3 separate regions of the Mus musculus genome follow, and all the other regions are linked to region 1. The links are chromatin contacts, called in public Hi-C and promoter capture Hi-C maps. All regions are on one chromosome and are shown on one strand. The core of a region is the stretch at or near the end of the contact, and the rest is flanking DNA. Distances in the headings are between cores, read along the strand shown. Region 1 holds the start of Afap1 (actin filament associated protein 1). Region 2 overlaps Sorcs2 (sortilin-related VPS10 domain containing receptor 2). Region 3 overlaps Sorcs2 (sortilin-related VPS10 domain containing receptor 2).

Evidence for each region. Promoter capture Hi-C pulls out the DNA fragments that hold promoters and counts their contacts. A called contact is a pair of places that touch in the nucleus more often than the background predicts.
Region 2: a Hi-C map of CD4 T cells shows a contact between it and region 1, with 1.8 times the contacts expected there. The contact joins the enhancer-like site here to the promoter of Afap1 in region 1.
Region 3: a promoter capture Hi-C map of hippocampal neurons shows a contact between it and region 1, with 2.9 times the contacts expected there. The contact joins the enhancer-like site here to the promoter of Afap1 in region 1. A contact is called at or near these places in 2 of 39 promoter capture datasets (embryonic stem cells and hippocampal neurons), 2 of 15 datasets of contacts at CTCF or cohesin (both in embryonic stem cells) and 4 of 484 Hi-C or Micro-C datasets (the HL-1 cell line, embryonic fibroblasts and embryonic stem cells).

Annotation. Positions count from the first base shown.
Region 1 is chr5:35,890,996-35,894,941 of GRCm38.p6, forward strand. It overlaps Afap1 (actin filament associated protein 1), which reads left to right and starts at 2,324. Exons shown (of 17, transcript NM_027373.2): 1 at 2,324-2,545.
Region 2 is chr5:36,087,672-36,091,617 of GRCm38.p6, forward strand. The region is part of intron 3 of Sorcs2 (sortilin-related VPS10 domain containing receptor 2); the gene reads right to left. It overlaps Gm52811 (a long non-coding RNA gene), which reads left to right. Exons shown (of 3, transcript XR_003955892.1): 3 at 1,911-1,998. Among named protein-coding and RNA genes, the nearest start is that of Gm52811, 4.7 kb to the left of the region's middle. Within about 2 kb of position 1,735, at least 103 of the 459 cell types and tissues checked have an H3K27ac peak or open chromatin away from gene starts, as enhancers often do.
Region 3 is chr5:36,022,401-36,026,346 of GRCm38.p6, forward strand. It overlaps Sorcs2 (sortilin-related VPS10 domain containing receptor 2), which reads right to left. Exons shown (of 27, transcript NM_030889.2): 23 at 3,420-3,545; 24 at 2,167-2,266; 25 at 1,592-1,694. Among named protein-coding and RNA genes, the nearest start is that of Gm52811, 61 kb to the right of the region's middle. Within about 2 kb of position 1,926, at least 9 of the 459 cell types and tissues checked have an H3K27ac peak or open chromatin away from gene starts, as enhancers often do. A contact at or near this core is called in hippocampal neurons, where this site is marked.

The DNA.
Region 1 (3,946 bases), core at 1,074-3,573:
TCTGACACTCTCCTCCTCTCTACCTTTCCTACAAGTGTCCAAGTCACCAAACACGGACTGATACATGTGGTGTGGCTATCGTTTGGGGTGGGTGTTGGGGGGAACAGCCACAAGCAAACTACCAGTTAGCACCTGCATTTGTGTGTCTATCCAGAAGCTCAGCTCACCCACCGATGCAGGTCAACCTTGGCCGAAAGGGTGAGAGGCAGAGGAAGGAGAGGGAGCCGAACTGAAATCCTGGTCCTCAGAGAAGCCGAGGCGCATGCGACGGACGAGCCTCAGAGGTCTTCTGGTCCCTTGCTCAGGTTCTCAAGGAGGAAGCCTGAGTATGAAGGAGGAGGTGACCTCACCTCAGAGCCAGGAAAGAGATTAATGTCCTCCCCCATCAGTGTAGCACAGACCCAGAGTCTGCAGACGGCTCAAAAATAAATAACTAAAGGTATTTTTCATGAGTTATGATTCATTTTAGAAGAAAATATCTACAATTATGTTTGGAGCCTGGGGCACTGTCCACATCCACATTTTATTGCTGTGGAGTGAACTGGCCAGAAATCTATGCAGATGCCAACAGGGTCTGTCATCTTTGAAAAAGCCAATTTGAAAACTTGGACTGAATTGCTTGAGCTTCGGATAAAATAGTGAATGATGCCCTGGAGGACTCCTTTATGGCCAACCCCTTTCAACTCCAACCAGAACCAGTTACCCCCAACCCTCCCTGGACCCTGTCTGCTCATATGAAACGGGCCTGAGGCCACTGGAGGACACTCAGGATGACAGCATGAGAGGGTAACACAGGTTGGAGTGACTGGCCTTTAGACATTTCTGTTCTTAGAATGTTCCGGGCCATAATAGCCATCTCTCCCATCCTCACGCCACCTGCCTTCCCCTCCCATCTTCCTTGGCTCCCTTTATTTGTCTCCTTCTCTGGCCTTCCCCAAGCACAGCTGCTCTCATTTTTGAGCAAAGCAGCCCACCATCCTGCCTCTGTGTCCCAGCACAGCTCGTACAGCAGGACGGTGTCCCAGAATGTCTCGCTTTTCTGTTGTCCTGATAATACCTGGACAAAAGCAAGTTAGGAAAGAACGGTTTCTGTTGGCCCACGGCTCTCCAGCTGTGGTCCAGTCCTTGACTGTAAGGAAGTCACAGTGTCAGGAGCTGAAGGCTGCTGGTCCTACCACACTCACCTTCAAGAAGCTGAGGCCAATTAATACCTGAACTCAACTAGATGGCTCCTTTTAAAACAGACCAGGACTTGAGCCCAGTGACAAGTGCTACCCACCTTCAGTGTTAGTCTTCCCACCTCAACCAAATCTAGGTAACTACTTTGTACATGCATGCTCAGCGATGAGGTAATCCTTCACAACAAGTTAACAATTAACACTAACCACACCAATCAAACCCATTCCCAAGAATAGCTCTTCTCGAATAAGGGGCTGTACCAAGAGGCCCCAGTGCCTGGGCAAGCAGATCATCTGTTGGCTTGGGGAGTCAGACAGGAGGATTGAGGCTCTGCATGGACTCCAGGACTCACTGAGGAGCGGCAGGCTGGCCTGTCTCTGGAAGTAAGCTATTTGTAATTTGGGGGGAGTCCAACTGAGGTCTGGTGATCACTGCTGACTGGATTGGATCCTGCAGTGATCATGTATGTGGATAGGGCTTCTGATGAGGGTATCCATCCCAAGAGAAGCATGCTGTCTCCAGCCATGATCACAAAGGCTCTCGTCAGAGGCAGAAGGGAAGTCTTGGAGAAGAGGGACAGGTTGTGAAATAGAGGGAAATCCACGAATGTTGTAGAGATACATTCCAGAACAGTCCTCTAAGGCTTGGGCGAATTTTAAAGATAATTGAGATATGGATAAATGGAAATGGTAGTAGGTAGATAGGAGTCATGCCTGGTGGGGGAATGGAAAAACAAAAAACAAAAACAAGGCTCTGAGCAGGAAAGGGATGAGATTAATAATTGGATCCTGAAGTAGGACAGCGAAATGGATCTGCTTGGCACAGCACCTAAAGGGAGTTTTCTCTTTCTTTCCACCCTTAATGATACCAACACCCTTCGACCAGAAGACGGACAAGGCTATGAGGATCGCAATTCGGATGGCAAGAACCATCAGTTTTCCTTTAGAACCAATTCTAGCTTTGGGGTGAGCACCGAGTACCACTGAGCTTAGTCCACGTGGGCGCTGAGCCCGAAGCGAAATCAGATCAGCGCAGAGTCCCGGGTGCCGGCTCGGACCCACGGCCCCGCCCAGCCTCTCTTTGTTCCTCCTGGCCCCGCCCCCTCCGCCCAACTCCCTAACCATTGGCTAGAGGGCGGGTTCTTGCTGTTCAGGGGGCGGGGCTATGGAGGCAGGCGGGGCCTGTCGCGCCTGCGCAGAATCCTCCGGCCACAGCTCGCACCGGCGGTGTCTGGGCTCCAGGTCCCGACTGAGAGATCGCTGAGCTGCGCAGGGCCCCGCCCCGGGCTCCATTGTTGAGGCAGCGGGCGCTCCGCGGGCTGCGCTCCTCTCGGCCGTCCAGTGCTCACGAGCCACTGAATCCTGAGGTGAGGCGGCGGCGACTTTGAACCCGTAGCGGGGCCAGGTGTCCCACGATGTCCTCGGGCAAGGTCCCCAAGCTGGATGCCCTGGGCCGGGCAGGGTCCCCAGACAAGGCTGGGCAGGATCTCCAGGGCCGGGTAGGGTCATCGAGGCCCTTCAGGGTGTTAGACAGGACTGACCAGGGACTCCTGACAGGGCAGCGTCTCCGGACAGGGCATGGTCCCTATACAGGGGTGGACGGGGTCTCCAGGGCTAAGTTGGATCCCTGGAGGTCAGAGTCCCCAGGGCCAGGTAGGGTCCCCGAGGCCCTTCAGGGTCCCCAGACAGGGCTGGGCAGGGTCAGCGGGCTGGGATGGTTTTCCAAGAACTGTTCGAAGATCCGGTCATCCGAGACCTAAAGGACAGACCGCATATTTGGACTTGCAGGACGATCGCTAAGGCTGAACTGGGGTTCCCGGCTTGGCAGTCGGCTGAAATGGGTCGGAGAGTGTGCTGCCCGGTTGGTGGCAGCTGCCTTCTCCTCTAGAGGGACAGGAACACCGAGAGGGCTGGCCTGGATGGACCCGAGCACTCAGGAGTCTGTGCGCCCTGGCATTGTCTCGCCGCCGGGTGGCACAGAGGGCTCTGCACCTCCAGGTCCTGGCCACCCCACGAGTGGGCTCTTTTCCGGCCCTCCTTCTTGGGTGTAGCTAGTTGATTGTCACCAAGAGGGACCGGGGGTTGGGGGACCCTTGTGTGAGGGAGCCTTCCTGTTTCCCTATGTGGTGTGGATGGCTCCGGAGGTAACTACGTGGACTTAAGTGTGTGGGGAGGCTTGGCGGGTGGAAAGGCTGTTTCTGTCCCTGTATTGGTACGATTTCGTGTGTCAGTGAAGGTGACAGCGTGGACACGCGCGCATGGGATCCTGGTCCTGTGTCCCATGGCTTGTCGACCCAGGCTTTGCCCATTCAGTCCTGGCCCCCGCTTTGGGTGTGCATTGGGCACTGGAGTTTCGGTGAGGTGAGCGAAGCCCTGTGCGTGCTGGGCGCAGTTAGCCTAAGGTGGTGTGGACCGGACTTTGGTATTGTCTTTATTCAGTGAGTTGAAGCGGGGAGCGGGCGGGGTGGGGGGCGCTACACGGGCTCTGGAGTAGCCCGTCTGAGAACGTGCCCCTCACCCTGCGGGTCTCTGGGGAGCGTGGGGCTGTCACTGTGCTGGAAGCTGCAAGTCCAGCCATGGAGTTTCTTACTCCTGACTTAGGCCTGGCGACCCAGAGGCCGGTGCTGATTGGAGGGAGCAGAGCCTCTCTGCCCTCAGCTTCTTGATTTCTTCCGTTGGGAAGAAAAAAAAAATCTGGAAAGCCAGAGAGTTGACTTTGTAACTCCCAGTCAGCGCCTGGCAAGTGGAAGAAACTCTCCCAAGAACTT
Region 2 (3,946 bases), core at 485-2,984, 200 kb after region 1:
AGGAAGCTGAGAACCACAAAGCAGAGAGAGAGAGAGAGAGAGAGAGAGAGAGAGAGAGAGAGAGAGAGAGAGAGAGAGAGAGAAAGAGAGAGAGAGAAAACCAGAAATGCCACAAGTCATTAAACCCCCAAGCCCACTCCACTGACATACTTCCTTCAACAAGCTCACACCTCTTAAGCCTTCTTCATCAATAGAGGACAAGGATTCAAATGCCTGAGACTATGAGGGGGTGGGTTGGGTTGGGTTGGGGTAGGGGGTGGAATCTCATTGAAGCCAGCAAACCTGGAGAGGGCTTACTTCAGAGCTTATGAGTGAGGGGAGGGTGAGAACTGGGCCCATGGGTAGTGATTGACAGGATACGGGATACTGGGGTTGTGGAAACACTATATACAGGATTCCTGTTATTTATCTACACCAGCACCATGTGGGACCATCACAGTGACCAGGAGCACAACCTCTCACCCCCCATACCTGTCCCAATTCTGGGCAGGATGCATTCATAAACACAAACCTTAGTCTTTCATAACAGCCGGGGTGGGAGAATGCCTTTGTCTCTCTTCCAGACAGAGAAGCAGGAGCCTGGCGGGGGAAATGACTTGCCCAGGGTCACACAGTCATATGCTCTTACACAGATGCATGGATGGCTCTGTTTGCCGTGGCAGCCACCCAGCCTCTGTGCTAACACTGGGCTGATGAGCCCTCAGCGTTGATTTAGTAAAACAGCCACTCAAACACAATCACAGAATTGATTGTCAGCTAAGAGCTGGTTCAGCTTTAATTACTGACTTGACAATTGCTGAAATGCCAAGAAGTGTCCCTGGGCACACTTGTAAATTGAAAGGAAGAGGCACGCCTTTCCCTTGACCAGGGGCTGCCTTGAAACCTGGCACCTGATCGATAGTCATCGAAGAAGGCAGGCATAATTCAGGAGACATAAAAACAACTCACCACCCACATTCTACAGCCTTGATTTATGGCTAATCTTGTCAATAACATGAAGCTCGAGGCTGGGGTATTGTTGAGACCTCTGTTCTCTGAGGGGCTGTGCATGGAGGCCCTGGAGGGAATGTGGTTTAATTGCGTTTGTTTGCCTGTCTGAAGGCATTTCACAGACAATGCAAAGAAAACTATTCGCCTGGGCAGTGTGCAGAGGATGGTGAATCCTCTGGAGTGACTGTGTTTGCAAGATTGTCTTTTATCAGGACAGTTGTGTTAACTGTGTAAGATTAGATCAGTGAACAATTTGTTCATTCATCTGTCCTAATTGAACAGCAGAAAGGCAAGGGACTGCATGGTAGCACCGTTAGTGTTCTGGCTTTGCAGGGCTTGCTGAGCCGGGGTAATGGTGGCACTGTGGGAATGACAGGGCCTCTCAGACATTCTCATCAAATATTCACAAACCAGAGGCTAAGGTGTCATTGTCACCACTAGTCCAGGAGTGAGGCAGTCCAAAGTGCTGCCTCAGCTCGAGTGAGAGGCCATTCTGGTCGTTATCCCTGGAGGTGGATGATGGAGGCCTCAGAGCCAGTTGGCTTGCATGAGCTGGTCAGAGAACCCAGTGAAGATAGAGCTGAATGACCCACACAGCAGCTTCCTGTTGGCCTCACCACAGCTTCCTGTTGGCCTTCACTGGAGCTTCCTGTTGTACCTCACCACAGCTTCCTATTTGGTCCTTACTGCAGCTTCCCGTTGGCCTTCTCTATAGCTTTCAGTTTGACCCTCACTGCAGCTGTTTCCTTGGTTTCCTGTTAGGCTCTGACTTACAGCTTCCTGTTAGCTCCTTACCACTCTGTTGGCCCTCACTGCAGTTTCCTGCCTGACCAACCACTACAACTTCCTGTTTGGTTCTTACCACAACTTCCTCACCCCCTCAACTCCCCCACACCCACCTTCTGGTTTGGTTCTTACAGCAGCAGTGCTGTGAAGAGCAGAGAAGAACCTTACACCGGAAACCACAGTCTCCAGCCATAGCCAATACCCGAGTGACAAGGCAGTGGCACATTGAGTACTCAGCACGGACAACACAGGTGACAAAATAATCAGACTTGAATTAACACTTACTGTGTGTTAGGTCCCAAAGAAACCTGGGACCAATGGCTACTTGGGGTACCCGTTGGCGTCAAATCTGGCCACCAGTGTCTCCCAGCATAAGAAGTCCTGGCTCCTCTCAGCTCTTCTCACCCCTGCCCCCTGCCTTAAACCTTGACGCCTTTGGCTGATCTCTCCCTCATATCTATAAAAAAAACCCTTCTCCTCAACCATACCTAGGACAGTCCTGTCCTCAGGTTCATTCACTGTGTACCAGGACTGGATAGAATGCTTTCTGTGTCTTTTAAATGGCCCTCTGCTGAAGTAAGCCAGGTCTTGCAGACGTTCAGTTAAGTGTCTCTAAGGTCCACGTGATGAAGGCTTGATCCCTACCCTGTGTAGAAGTGGTGGGACCTGAGGGGGGGCTAGTGGGAGGAAGGTCACTTGGGGGTGTGACCTTGAAGGGGACATGACTCAGGCCTCTTTCTTGACATTTTCTCTCTGCTTCCTGGCCATCGTGGGGTCAACAGGTCACCTCTGTCACGAGCTCCTACCAGGTTATGCTGAGTCAGATCAGGTGTGCAGCAGCTGAACTGTGAGGCGTGGACAGCAGGACTGCGAGCCACATAAACTTTCCCTTAAGAAAGCAAAGATTTCATGTTGTAGCCCAACTTTTGGCTACGTTGTGGGTTCTATTTTCTTTCCTTCTCCACCCCTCTTCTTCTACCCTTTCAACCCCCTACTTCTAGGTAGGAGATTATGAAAGGATAGAGGGGGAAGGGGGCAACATTATCACTAGACTAATTCCTGCTGACTAGAAGCACTGAGTTCCTTGGGGAAAGTTTGACCTTCACCGTTAGGATATCTAATTTATTCTTTTCATCTCCTCACACATGACTACTTGACAAACCATGGCCTGCAGCGTTCAGCCACCAACCAGCCTACCAACCCTTTCCATTGGGGATCTAGCACTTATATACCCTGCTTAAAAGTCCCTAGAATTCCAAACATCACACAATTGCAGAAACTATCTGCATCTGGTAAAACAAAAACAAACAAAGAAACACACACACACCAAACAACAACAACAAAACATGCCTCTGCTCGAGCATGAGGCAAACTATAGTCAGCGGCTGTGGACAATCTGAAGCAACCCCACATCCCTATACCTGGAATTAAAACAAAAACATATTCCCATAGCATATCTCTCTCTCTCTCTCTCTCTCTCTCTCTCTCTCTCTCTCTCTCTCTCTCTCTCTGTGTGTGTGTGTGTGTGTGTGTGTGTGTGTGTGTGTGTGTGTGTGTTTAAAGAAACCAAAATTCTCACGACATCAAGTCTCTCAAGAGGGCAATGCTCAGGACCCAGAGACAGCAACTCCAATCCCAGGCACACTGTCATCCCTGGACCCGTGGCTCCAGGAGGTAAATGAGGAGGCAGTAACGCTAAGACCCAGCCTGCAGAAATGGGAAGGGTGCACACTGGGTGACCTTCAGCCCTTTGTGTCCATCCTTCCCTGAGCTGGAGAGTATGTTCAGCCCAGATCCTTGGCTTCACACGGCACAGGCTGGCTTGTGATAGGCACTGACAAGACAGGCAGAAACAAGCAACTCAGGACTCAGAGGAGGACTTAGTCCCATGCTGTCAGGCAGTGCTTGAACAAAACCTAAAGAGGCTGGATGGGTCAGGAGATCCATCCAGCAAGGTGATGGGGAGGGCACGAAGTGTGAGGAAGACAAGGCCTCTCGAGCTATGGAGAGGATGGAAGAGACAGGCCTGAGCCTACTGGGAGGAACCATAGGGAAAGTTCCAGGTTGCAGCTGTGTGACAGGGAAGCATCAAGCCACAGTGGCCTGGTGTCTTCTCTATGGCAAAGGCAGGGAATGAGGCAGGGAGATGGTGGGCAGAGATGGGACAGGG
Region 3 (3,946 bases), core at 676-3,175, 130 kb after region 1:
ACAGATGAAGAGAGAGGAGGAACCAAGTGCTTTCCCTCTACCAACTGCTCAGAATTCCACTGTCCTGCTCTGCCTTTACCCCTGGGGTTGGCCTGGAGCTTGTAGGAAGGGGTATTTGTCCCCTGACTGTTTCTATGGCAACAGGCCCTTCCCCTCCAACCTCAAAGCCTTAGCTGGTTCACAAAGATAGCCTTGGGCTTGGGGATGTTGGACCAGCCTCACACTGGACATATCTGCCCCCCTCCCCCTCTTGGCAAATGACAGGCAGTGTTTTGTCATTTGGGCCACATGAAGCACACTGGGGGAAGGTTGTAGCACTACTACTGGGGAATCTGAAGAGTGGGGCTGACACATCACCCACAGGGACCAGCTCCATCTACCCCAGGCAAGCATGCTGCTGCCCTCTAAGTGACCACCCACAGTTCTGCAGGCCCTGCACAGGATGGGACCAAGTCCACAGGCGCACCCGCACTCACCTTGACATCCGCCCACACGGAAATCTGGAAGCCTCCCTCTGCTTGGTCATGGGGATCACACCCAGACCCAGGGCTTTGTCCTCCACTTGCCCCTCTACCCAGGGCTCATATGCCACCATCCTGAAGCCATGCAAGGCAGGAATACTGCCCAGCTGGCTTCCCCTGACCCCCACCGCAGTCTCCTCCTTTGCATGCCCTCTTGTTGACAATGACACTATGGCTCAGAGGGGGAAAGCCTTTATCTGAGGCAAGCCTCTGGCAGGTCAGCATCTGGACAGATCTCAGGTCTACTCAGTGCCAGCCACCTGAAGGGCTGCCTGCCCCTTAGCTAGGTCCTGGCCCTGCAGGATGAAGGATGCTGGGTACGTGGGGGCAGAGGTGTCTGAGGTCTTGTCACATTGCTCTACAGCAGAGTGTTCCAAGAGTGTTGTCTGCTGGAGGGTGAAAAATAATAGGCACAGGGCCTTGAATCAGGTGGGTTTCACAGGGAGGTGTGGGATGTGGGCTGACTTCCTCTCAGCAGCACCACCATGCTTATCAGCAACAGCCTTGCACTTGTGTCTGTAGAATGGACCTGTACCTTCCCATGGCTATTACTCCAGGCTGCCTCCCTGGAGACCACACAGAGGACTGTCAGTTCTCAGCCCCACTCTGCACACAGACATGGCAGATGAGGGACATAGCTGGCCTCCATTATCCCTGGAGCTATCCCATGTTCACTGTGAGACAGGTCACAGAGGAAAGAGGACACTGAAGCCCTGTATAGGAGACACAGGGTCTCCCAGCACCCCTTAGAGTCAGTCTCTGGTACCCTCAGGTAACTGAAGCCCCTGTGGCAGCCATAGCCAAGATGTGGGAAGCCAGGAGGCCCTACTGGCCTTGGACTTGAACTGTGCCTCCTTGGACCTGGCATCCTTATCTGGAGGGCACAGTATCCCCTCCACGGAGGGTGATTGAAGAAGATGCCCTGGGCCTGTGCAGGGGACCAGGCTGAGCAGAAGGGAGCCTGAGAGTTTCCTGCTCACAGTACAGGGGAGAACACACACCACCTTCCTCCATGGCCTGTGGAAGCCACCACCTCTGGGGCCATATGTCAAGGCTGCCAGGGGCCTTACCTTTTGAACTTGTAGAGGATGAATGCTCCTACTGCAAAGAGCCCAATGACAAAGAGGACCACCACGGCCCAGTAGCCACCACTGCCACCTGGCCTCTGAGGACCTACAGGAGAGGAACAAGAGGAGCAGCCATGGGCTGGTTGTCCCCAGCCTGGGTCTGATGAGCCTACCTCATGTTGTCCAGCAGGCCTTGCCATGTGGCTGAGTGTATAGCAGGTTATGAAGGATAACAACACGACACGAGGCCTTGGGCCTCCCTTTCTGACAGAGCCCTACTATAACCCACTTTGGCTGGGTTTCCTTCAGAGGGGACAGCCCCTTCCTTCTGCACTGGTTTTGAATGAATCAGCAGGTTCCTGATGGTTGTGGAAGCTGCTTCCACACAGATCAAGCCAGATGGTGAGGCCCAGAGCTGGCTGTGCAGGGGTGGGTGCATCTAGCCAGAGATGTCCCAGCCAGAAGGGTCACTGGCAGCTAGATAAAAGCCCATTCAAATCCTACAGTCACTTTTAGCATCCGCAGGCCTGGGCCCATGCCCACCCTGCTCCAGGGAGGAGCTAAGCCGGGTCTGTCACCTGTGTCTGTGTCCCTCAGCTCCACCAGGATACGAAGCCCTCCTCGAAGGATGAAGCTGATTCTATGAGAGTTCAGCGCCTGCTGCACGGCTGCCAGTCTCTGAAAGCAAAGGAGGCAGGAAAGCTCTGAGGCCTGGACCACTGGAGTCCCTCGGGGCTGGGAAGGGATGCTGGCTGATGCTCAGTGTCCTTATCAGGGAATGGCATGAAAGCCCACCAGCCAGGTTCACTAGGAGCCACTGATGGTGCCGGAAGCCCTGCCATCAGCAAGCTCTCATTCCAGCGCAGAACAGAGAGAAGAGTCTCAGTGTGTCAGCTGGAAGACCTGGAGTGCTCCACAAGTCCCCCACCCTGGTCAGTGAAGCTTCTAGGAAGTGGGAGCTCACAAAGATGAGACAGGGCAGGGCATCCTACCTATGAGGGGAGTTGGGGGTGGGGGTGGCAAGCACAATGCCCTCCTCAAAAGATTCCCCATAACATGGCCAGTAGGTGAGGCTCATGACACACATCAGAGCCCGTCACCATCTGTATCTTACCACCTATCAGTCACTGTCCAGGGCCCATTATGAGGCCCTCTGACACTCATTTCCATGTGGCTATGTCTCTGGGATTCCGACTTTAGCTACATCCACTGGGGCAGAGCCAGAAGCTATGCCAGGCACAGAATTCCAGCATTTGGAGGAGAGAAGGCTTTGCCTCCATCTGGACACTTGTTATGGGCTCACACTGAACATATTCCTACACACTAACACCAGGCAGTCAGCCTAGTGCCTAGCAAGCTACCATTGTCCCACAGGCTACTCAGCACTCAGCATCTGGGGACCTCTCTGACGACAGTTCCCAAGGTGCTCCTGGTCAAGGAGCCTCATGGAGGACGTGCTAGAATTCCTGTGCTGAATTCTGTTTTGCTTGTAGCCTGCAGCCAGAGTCTCCCACAGGGCTCACCCACATGTCCCAGTGCTCCTGGTACTGAAGCTGAGGTCACATGACAGCTCCAGACAATGATGCAAGAGAACAGAGACCATCCACACAATCCCAGTCTAGCCTTCTCCCCCTGGAAGCTGCCTAATCTCACTAACCTTGGATGCTGTTGAGTTTGGAGCTACAGGCAGATGGTGGTACCCCGGGTCAGACAGCATGATAGTAAGAACTAAACCTTTAAGTGATGCCCCACAGAAATGTGGTTGTCAGGAGTGACGTCCCCCCACCCTCCGGGTCCTCAGCCACACAATCCTGCTATGCCATGGTCATACCTTGTCACTTGTGAGGCTCCTCTTCCTTGTGGGCCTTGGCAGAGGCAGAAGCACATACAAGTCGGCTATGGTGGGCAGCCCTGGCTTTACCACAGTCACAAGCAGCTCCTCTGGGATGCTGGTCTCCTGTGGTGACAGGCAGGACACTTGGCTCCTCTTCTGCTCTTTCTCCTTTGCCATAGGCTAAGTTTCTAGCAAGATCTGCTCTCCTTTCATGGCCTAGGTATATCCTGGTCACCTGCCCTGATCCATACCCCTGACCCTCAGCCCATCATGGGTTCAGGCTGTGGCTCTAATGGTATTTCACCTGCCCAGACCTTTTCAAGCATGTCCCCATCCTGAGCCTGGAGCAGGCTAGTGTGCCCTGTTCTTGAGGTGACATGAGGCCCTGCTGACTCCTGCTGTCTGCCCCTGTTCCTCAGCCTAACCATATACCTGTGCAGCCCCTAGCTGGCCAGTTTTAGCTCCTCGGCAGCCCCCTGTCTTCTGGGAGTCCCACTCCACATATCATGAGCTAAACTCATCCC